Linked DNA regions of Sus scrofa: region 2 is linked to region 1. The links are chromatin contacts, called in public HiChIP or PLAC-seq maps. All regions are on one chromosome and are shown on one strand. The core of a region is the stretch at or near the end of the contact, and the rest is flanking DNA. Distances in the headings are between cores, read along the strand shown.

Region 1 (4,108 bases), core at 165-2,664:
ACTCAGTCCCGGCCTTTCAAACAGCAGACATCACACCAACCCATCGGCTCAGGTTTATGACACACTAACATTTAGTCTCTAAGAATCGAGCCCAGTCACTGGCCAGAGGAACGGTACTCATTGATAAATAACTACACGAGAAAATAATACCTTTTTTTCCTTGCACACATTTGGTTTACATACAATTATTCCTGGCCAAAAGGCCAAGAAGGAAGCTGAGGGGGTGAAAGGAGGAAACAGGGGGATGGGTGACTTTGGTTTTCACTTTTTTCCTGTAACTACTTCTCACATCAATGTTTCTCCCTCTTAGAGAAAACAACCCCTGAGAACTGGGCTAAGGCAGGCTGACCTCCTCGCTGTACCTTGGACAGCTGGCCTGTGCCCAGTGTCAGGTGAATGATTACCTAGGCACATGCTCCGGGGTGTAGGGTACCAGCACCACCTTCTTTCCCAGAAGCAAGGTGTTCTGATTTAACCTCATGGTAGCAGCCTGTGGGGGGGAGGGCAAAGATTTCAGGACCCTGAGTTTCCTTCCACTTAGAGTAGGCGGGAGCCCCAGTTCTTAATTCACTAAATGCCTCCTGAGGCTAAGTTATTAGAAGAACCTCCATCTTTCTTTCTTCCTTTTTTTTTTTTTTTTTTTTTTTTTCCCCTTTTTAGGGCCGCACCTGCAGCATATGGAAGTTCCCAGGCTAGGTGCTGAATCCAAGCTGCAGCTGCCGGCCTACACCACAGCCACAACCAAAACAACGCAGGATCCGAGTCGCATCCACAGTTCAGGGCAACTCCAGATCCTTAACCCACTGAGCCAGGCCAGGAATGGAACCCGCAACTTCACGGATAGCAGTTGGGTTTGTTACCGCTGAGCCACAACGGGAACTCTCCGTCTTTCTTTCCAAACATTTCAGAGGACACGACTCCCCTTGCAAGAAGGGGAACCAAGCTGGTTAAAGATAATTAAACAATCCTGGGCTCGCATGCCAAGGCGCCAAGCATGGGCTGCCTTTTCTGCCCATCCTTTCCACCCCATCTCCCAGAACGTCCATGCCTCACACCTTAACAGCAAGACTTGTCAACAAAATTCCCCTTGCTTGCCCCAGTCTTGAGACTCCACCCAGAATCAATTTCCAGCCCTGTCTTAAACCTATTTCCCAGCGACCACCCCACTAGGCTCCCGCCCTCCCTCTTCCTGCCCCCCAAGCCGTCTGGGCCTCCCCGGCCGCGCTAGGGTGAGACAGGCCCAAGGCCTCAGTCCCTTCCCCTTTGTGAGGAGTTATAGGCTCCTCTTCTCGAACTCCCGCAACCACTGAAGCCCCGGGACGACCAAGTTCACACCCACTCCTCGTAAGAAGAATGAGTCCCCAACAGGCGTCAAACGCCTCTTCCACCCAGCCCCGCTTTCCTACCTGGCTGACGGCCTTTCCTCCCGCATGCGCGTAGCACCGCACCCCGCCCTCTTCCGCCACGCAGACGGCAGCCGCCGGGGCCCAATCCCGGTCCCGCCTCCGCGAGGAGTCCAATCAGCGCTGCGCGCCTCGCCCAATCAGCGCCGCGCGCCCCGCCCGAGGCGCGCGCAGAAAAGGTGGGCTCCCGGCGCGGGCGCATGCGCGCTGCAGGCGCTGGTGCGGGACAGCTGGCGCCGGCAGCAACCCAGGGGCTGGAGGCGGTGGCCGCGGCGGCTCGGAGCAAGCTGCGCTGCAGGTGTCGGGCCGGCCGGAGGGTGGGATGGACTGGGGTCGTGCCGGACTCGAGGCTTCTCTAGGAGGGGGGAGAAAATGGGGGAGAGGATCGGAGGAGGGCTCTTGAGAAGACGGGCAGTGCGGGGAGCCCTAAGGCAGGTCGGGGGACGTGGAGTGGAGGCCTCGTTAAGAAGGAGAGGCTTTGGGGCAAGAGTTGGGTTGTCGGCGACCTAAGAAAACCTCCAACTCTTTGCCCTAGGCGGAGGAGGCAGACAGTCACTAGCTGCCCTGGGTGGTAGTGAGCTCGCTGTTCCGGCATCAAATGGGGTTATCCAGAGTGTGTAAAGGGGACCCTTGTAGTGGGTGAGACTTAGTGGCTTCTGAAGCGTCCTAAATCACTTGGAGTCTGAGCGGCTTGGAATACATTCATGCCTGCACAGCAAGGAGAAATTTAGAAGAAACTACTCAGCAAGGAGAAAGTTAAAAGAAACCACTCAGTCATCATACAGGGAGACCCTTCCCTCCGGGCTGTCTTGTGACAGATATCGAGGCTGTAAATGTCTGATTAAACGATGGGAAGGGAGCGGCTCTGCAGACATCCCCCCACCCGCATTTAGGTCCATCAGAAAGTTGAAGCCTGCTCTTTTCTTAGGGAGCCGCAGCAGCCGCCGCCACCACCGCCACCATCACCGCCACCACCACCACCGCACAGAGGGGAGCTTGGCTACCGAGGGACCCTTCTTCACCTTTGGAAATGGCGGGTGAAATCACCGAGACCGGAGAGCTCTATTCTCCCTACGTGAGTTTTACTTTGGGAGCCTGTCTTGCCTACATCGGTGCCTCTGGCTTCTAGAGAAGCACGCTGCTTCCTGTGGACTGTAATTGTGAGCCCAGCGCTTTCAGAGCTGGAGTCTGGGGACCCCATCCAGCAGTAGCCACGGTGACCATATTGTGAGAGGCAGGTTTGGTCCCTGTTTGAGTGTCCATCAGAGAGTGGTCAAGAAAACCAAACTGCCTCTTGCTAGCTCTTTATGGTATTTATCTCAGGACTGCCACCATTTTCAGCCCATGCGGCCAGTTCCTATGGACAGTGGCTGTTGGCCGTCGACTCTGGGTTTTGCTCATCTTAGCAGTCTGCAACCACTATGGTTCTTAGCTGAATTTTAAGTTGCACAACTTTTATAGTCTTGGATGGCGTAAGAGGCAGAGAAAGCTCACAGAGACCTCCAATGCAGTTTGGTGCAGTCTGTAATTAGAACAATTAGAATGATTGATTTCTCCCTCTCTTGGGTCTGTGTTACCCCTCGCACACACACGTTCAGTTTATCTTCTTTGTGTAGTAGAAGATTGGTCACGATTACATCACGGATAAGTAGCAGGAAGACTGGAATAATCGAATGATTGATTCCTGTTGCTGCCAAGGATCCCAAGGAAAGGCAGCACTGCCTTAAGCAGCCAGAGTCCTCCTTCTAGAAAGTGCCCAACCTGAAACAGCTGCCCTGCTTTGCACTTACCTTTCTGGCCTGGGGATCCCTGATCTGTTTCTGCTAGCCAGCCTCACAGACTCCAGAGCTGTGGGGTGACAGCTAAGGAGACATGGCTGAGAACAGCAGGTCCAAACTCTTCCTCCCACTAGGTCTTCCGGCTGGATCTGTGCCTTGCCTGTGTAGCACCAGGGGCACCTCCTCCATCTCTGTAATTTATGAGGGAAGTCTGTCTTGAACCTGGAAATGAGCGGACTCGTGTCCCTCTCATGTCATGTGTGGGATTGTGTAACAGCTCACAGCCTCCTTGGGATCAGTAAGGACATGTCCATAGAAATCACCCAGGTTCCTGCTTCATCTTACAACAGCTGTAAGCCTAGCGGCGAGGAGATGAGTTATTTCTATAACTGGGTGTTAAGAAGGAAAGTCTCTGACGGGCCTACTTTTCTTGTGCCTCCAGCTGTTCGGTAATCATTTCATTTGTCAGCATGTGCCCACAGGAAATGGGGCAGTGAGACCTAAACGCCTCAGTGGGTTCTGCTTTTTTTTTTTTCTTTGCCTCTTTTTTCCCCCCATGTGGGGGGTCAAATTGGAGCTGTAGCTGCCAGCCTATGCTACAGCCCAGCAACTTGGGATCCGAGCTGCGTTTGTGACCTGCACCACAGCTCATGGCAACGCCAGATCCTTAACCCACGGAGTGAGGCCAGGGATTGAACCCAAGTCCTCATGGATACTAGTCGAAGTTCGTTAACTGCTGTGCCACGACGGGAACTCCAGTGGGTTCCGCTCTTTAAACACTTTTTCTCTCCAGTTCCTATGCGTTGGGTTTTGTTGAAGATCTGTGCTCAAGGGCCTACCCTGGGCATGGCCGTGACTCCACGCCCACTCTCTTATCGTATCCTGCCAGTGAAGAGAGAAGTGAGGGGACAACCGGGGGTGCTGAGG
Region 2 (3,583 bases), core at 955-3,454, 160 kb before region 1:
CCATTTGTCCACTCATCCATCCATCCTGCCCTCCCTCCAGCCATTCAGCCAAAACGTTGTCATCCACAGATTGTGAGGCCTTTGCTATTTAATTCTAAAGCTACAATTAAAAAACCATATCTTTTTGCTTCTTCATTTGCATTCTTGCATTTCTTTCACTTTATTGTCCAGCAAGTTCAAGCAGCCGGCTGACCTATATTCTATTTCAGGACGCTGTCTGCCTCTCCTATCACTATTCCCCAAAGCAGTGGTTCCCAACCAGCAGTGATATTCCTCTCTGTCCGGCCATCCGAGGCGGGTTGGGGCGGGGAGGCATCTGGCAATATTTGAAGACATTTTTGATGGTCACAATTGCAGGGGGGAGGGGGATGCGACCGGCCTCCAGTGGGTAGAGGCCGGGGATGCTGCTACACTTCCGACGTTGCACAGCTCAGCCCCCACCCCCAACATGCACAGCGCCATCCAGCGGCAAAGTCAACAGGGCTGAGGTTCGGGAACCTCAGCCGGAAAACCTCCAGACTCTGGCTTGGGGCTCCGCGGGCGTGGGCGCAGCAGCGCAGAGCCCTCTCTGTGCGGTTGCTGCTGTTCTGGGCACGCGCTGTTCATCCCGATTTTGAGGGCGGGGCGGGGCGGGGCGACCGCGGACTCAGCCTCCACTTTTGGTTGGCAGGGACCTACGACGGTCCTAGACCCGGGAGTTGCTTCCTCAGGTCTGGATCAAAAACCTTGTGAGGGACCCTCAGAGTTACCCCCGCAGCCTCCTTCTCCTCTGACACCCGGCCAGACCCTAACCCTGAACCAGCATGGGCATCCCCGTCCCCGACTCCAACGCTAGAGCTAGCTCCCTAACGTCGGCCCCCTCAAAAAACAAATAAACCAACCAAACCCAAACCAAAAAACCCAAAACAACAAAAACAAACAAAAAAACGTTGACTTTCTCTTTCCACCATCATTTACAAAAACTCTCAGACCAGGACCGACCACAGTGCCTCGCAATCTCACTTTCCAGGGCCCCATGCAGAACCCCCAGGGTCAGCCAGGGCCCCTACAATGGTCCTGCATCAGGGCCTCCAGATACATGAGCTGATATTCACAAGCGGGCTTAGTAGTCGTTGAGGTGGTATTTTATAAATACAGCAGTGACCTTGGAAATAAAATTTTTGTGGGGGGGCGGGGTGTTTTGAATCTTGGCTGTGTCTTTTGAGCTGATCTAGACTTAAATTATTTGCAGCTCTCTGAGTCTCAGTCTCTTGTTTGAATAAGGACTGAGATAAAGATTGGATTCGATAGCAGGGGAAAACCGTGTAATCCAGTGACAGTGCTTCATAATTACCGGATCCAGTCATCCAGTGATCTCCGATCAGGATTAGCTCACTGCTCCCCTGCCCCTCCTCTCTGGTGTATCCAGACAGTATTCCTGGTTTTGATAACGATGGGACTAATTTGACTCAAGTGGCCAGACTTATTTGGGCACTGTATGTGCCCACTGTGTGGGAAGCACTTTATATTTCTTTTCTTTTTTCTTTTTTTGGTCTTTTTGCCTTTTCTAAGGCCGCACCCGCGACATATGGAGGTTCCCAGGCTAGGGGTCTAATGGGAGCTGTAGCTGCCGGCCTATGCCAGAGCCACAGCAACGCCGGATCCTCAATCCACTGAGCAAGGCCAGGGATTGAACCTGCAACCTCATGGTTCCTAGTCAGATTTGTTAACCACTGAGCCATGATAGGAACTCCTTTTTTTTTTGTTTGTTTGTTTGTTTGTTTGTTATGTTTCATCCCTACCCCTTCTCAATAAGGAAATGTGATGAGCTGGGCTTTTTATATGCACACCTCATGCACTTTTTCCTTTCGCCTTTAGTTCTTCTTCCCAATCACCGCCCTTGCCTCACACCTGACCAGCCAGCATGGACCTCCCCACATCCAGGCCCAGCCCTGCTCACCTGGGACCCAGAGAAGCAGCAGAGCCGCCAGCAGCCGCATGGCCAGACCCCAGGGGGAGCTCTCCAGCGGCGGTGCGTCCAAAGGCTGGAGCCTCTTCATGCAGGATCCATGCACCCTCTCTCTCTCTCTCTTCTGCTTTTCTTGGCACTTTTCTGCTTCCTGCATCAGCCTCTTGGTGCTGTTTTCATGGTTGGTCAGAAAATGGGGGAAGCTGGGGCCTTGGGACATTATGTGGTCATATGATACCGATGCTGAAAACTTGCTGAAGTTTTTACCCTCACGCAGCGCATTTGAATGTGCAGTTCCCGTTTCCCTTCCCCGTGAAGGTCATGCCAGCTACTGGCCTTCACACGCGTCACCCACAGTGCGTGGCCTACCCGCCCTTCTCTAAAGCACCTCAGAGCCCAGACAGCCATGCCAGTCTGGGTTAATGTCCTTCCAGATTTTTCTGAGCAAGTTCTCGCCTTGGTAAAGAGCCTGTTTCCTGTGGCTGGTGCGAGCCCTCGGTGCGGTCAGGCATGACTTGGCCTTTCCTTCCCGGCTGTTTGCAGGGCCCAGTGCAAGATGAAAATGCCCTTACTCTGGAATTATTAAGAATTTCAGGGAGTTCCCGTCGTGGCTCAGTGGTTAACAAACCCGACTAGCATCCATGAGGTTGCAGGTTGGATCCCTGGCCTTGCTCAGTGGGTTAAGGACTCTGCATTGCCATGAGCTGTGGTGTAGGTAGAAGCTGTGGCTAGGACCCCGCATTGCTGTGGCTGTGGTGTAGGCCAGCAGCTACATCTCTGATTCGACCGCTAGCCGGGGAACCTCCATATGCCTCAGGTGTGACCTTAAGACGACAAAAAAAAAAAAAAGAAAGAAAGAAAGAATTTCAAGGAGTTCCCTGGTGGCTCAGTGGGTTAAGGATCCAACATTGTCACTGCTGTGGTACCGTTTTGATCCCTGGCCTTCGAACTTCTATATGTGACAAGTGTGGCCAAAAGAGAGAGAATTTCAGGATGGCAGCAAAGGAGCATTAAACCAAGCATGGAGCCCTTCTAAGTGTGGCTGGTGAGACCACACAGAGTGCAATCCACCCCGTGAAGCCATTCTGTCTTGGCCTTTGATGATGCAGATCGAGGGCAGCATAGAGGTCAATGAGGCTGCCGAAGACCCAATGGAGAGAAATTAGTCGGACCTGAGGTCAGAGAGAAACTCAGAGTGAAATGGGACCACAGAGGGTTTTGACCATAGGAGTGGCCTCTTTCCGAGTTTGTTTCCTTTTTTTTTTTATCCTGGGCTGCATCCAAGGCATATGAAAGTTCCCAGGCTAGGGGTTCAATCAGAGCTGTTGCTACCAGTCTACACCACAGCCACAGCAACGGGGGATCCGAGCTCACGGCAATGCCGGATCCTTAACCCACTGAGCGAGGCCAGGGATTGAACCCGCAACCTCGTGGTTCCTAGTTGGATTCGTTAACCACTGCGCCACAATGGGAACTCCTTTTTTTTTTTTTTTTTTTCTGATTGTAATATGCCATTGTGTGAATAAACCAAATCCCTCCATTCTATTGATGATGGGTGCTGGATTAGTGTCAAATTTTGGCCATTATGACTAGTGTTGCTCCGCCACTCTGGTCCATGCCTTTGGTCAACACCTA

The links. HiChIP or PLAC-seq counts read pairs in DNA pulled down with a chosen protein or histone mark.
Region 2: an H3K27ac HiChIP or PLAC-seq map of alveolar macrophages shows a contact between it and region 1. The contact joins the promoter of LOC100514068 here to the promoter of NAT9 in region 1. A contact is called at or near these places in 1 of 47 Hi-C or Micro-C datasets (embryonic fibroblasts) and 1 of 2 datasets of contacts at active chromatin or transcription factors (alveolar macrophages).

What each region holds. Positions count from the first base shown.
Region 1 is chr12:6,457,046-6,461,153 of Sscrofa11.1, reverse strand. It overlaps NAT9 (N-acetyltransferase 9 (putative)), which reads right to left and starts at 1,414. Exons shown (of 7, transcript NM_001195360.1): 1 at 1,407-1,414; 2 at 405-490. The coding sequence starts at 481. TMEM104 (transmembrane protein 104) reads left to right here and starts at 1,575. Exons shown (of 10, transcript XM_003131226.4): 1 at 1,575-1,701; 2 at 2,332-2,478. The coding sequence starts at 2,434.
Region 2 is chr12:6,619,024-6,622,606 of Sscrofa11.1, reverse strand. LOC100514068 (CMRF35-like molecule 6) reads right to left here and starts at 2,204. Exons shown (of 3, transcript XM_013980784.2): 1 at 1,940-2,204. The coding sequence starts at 2,168.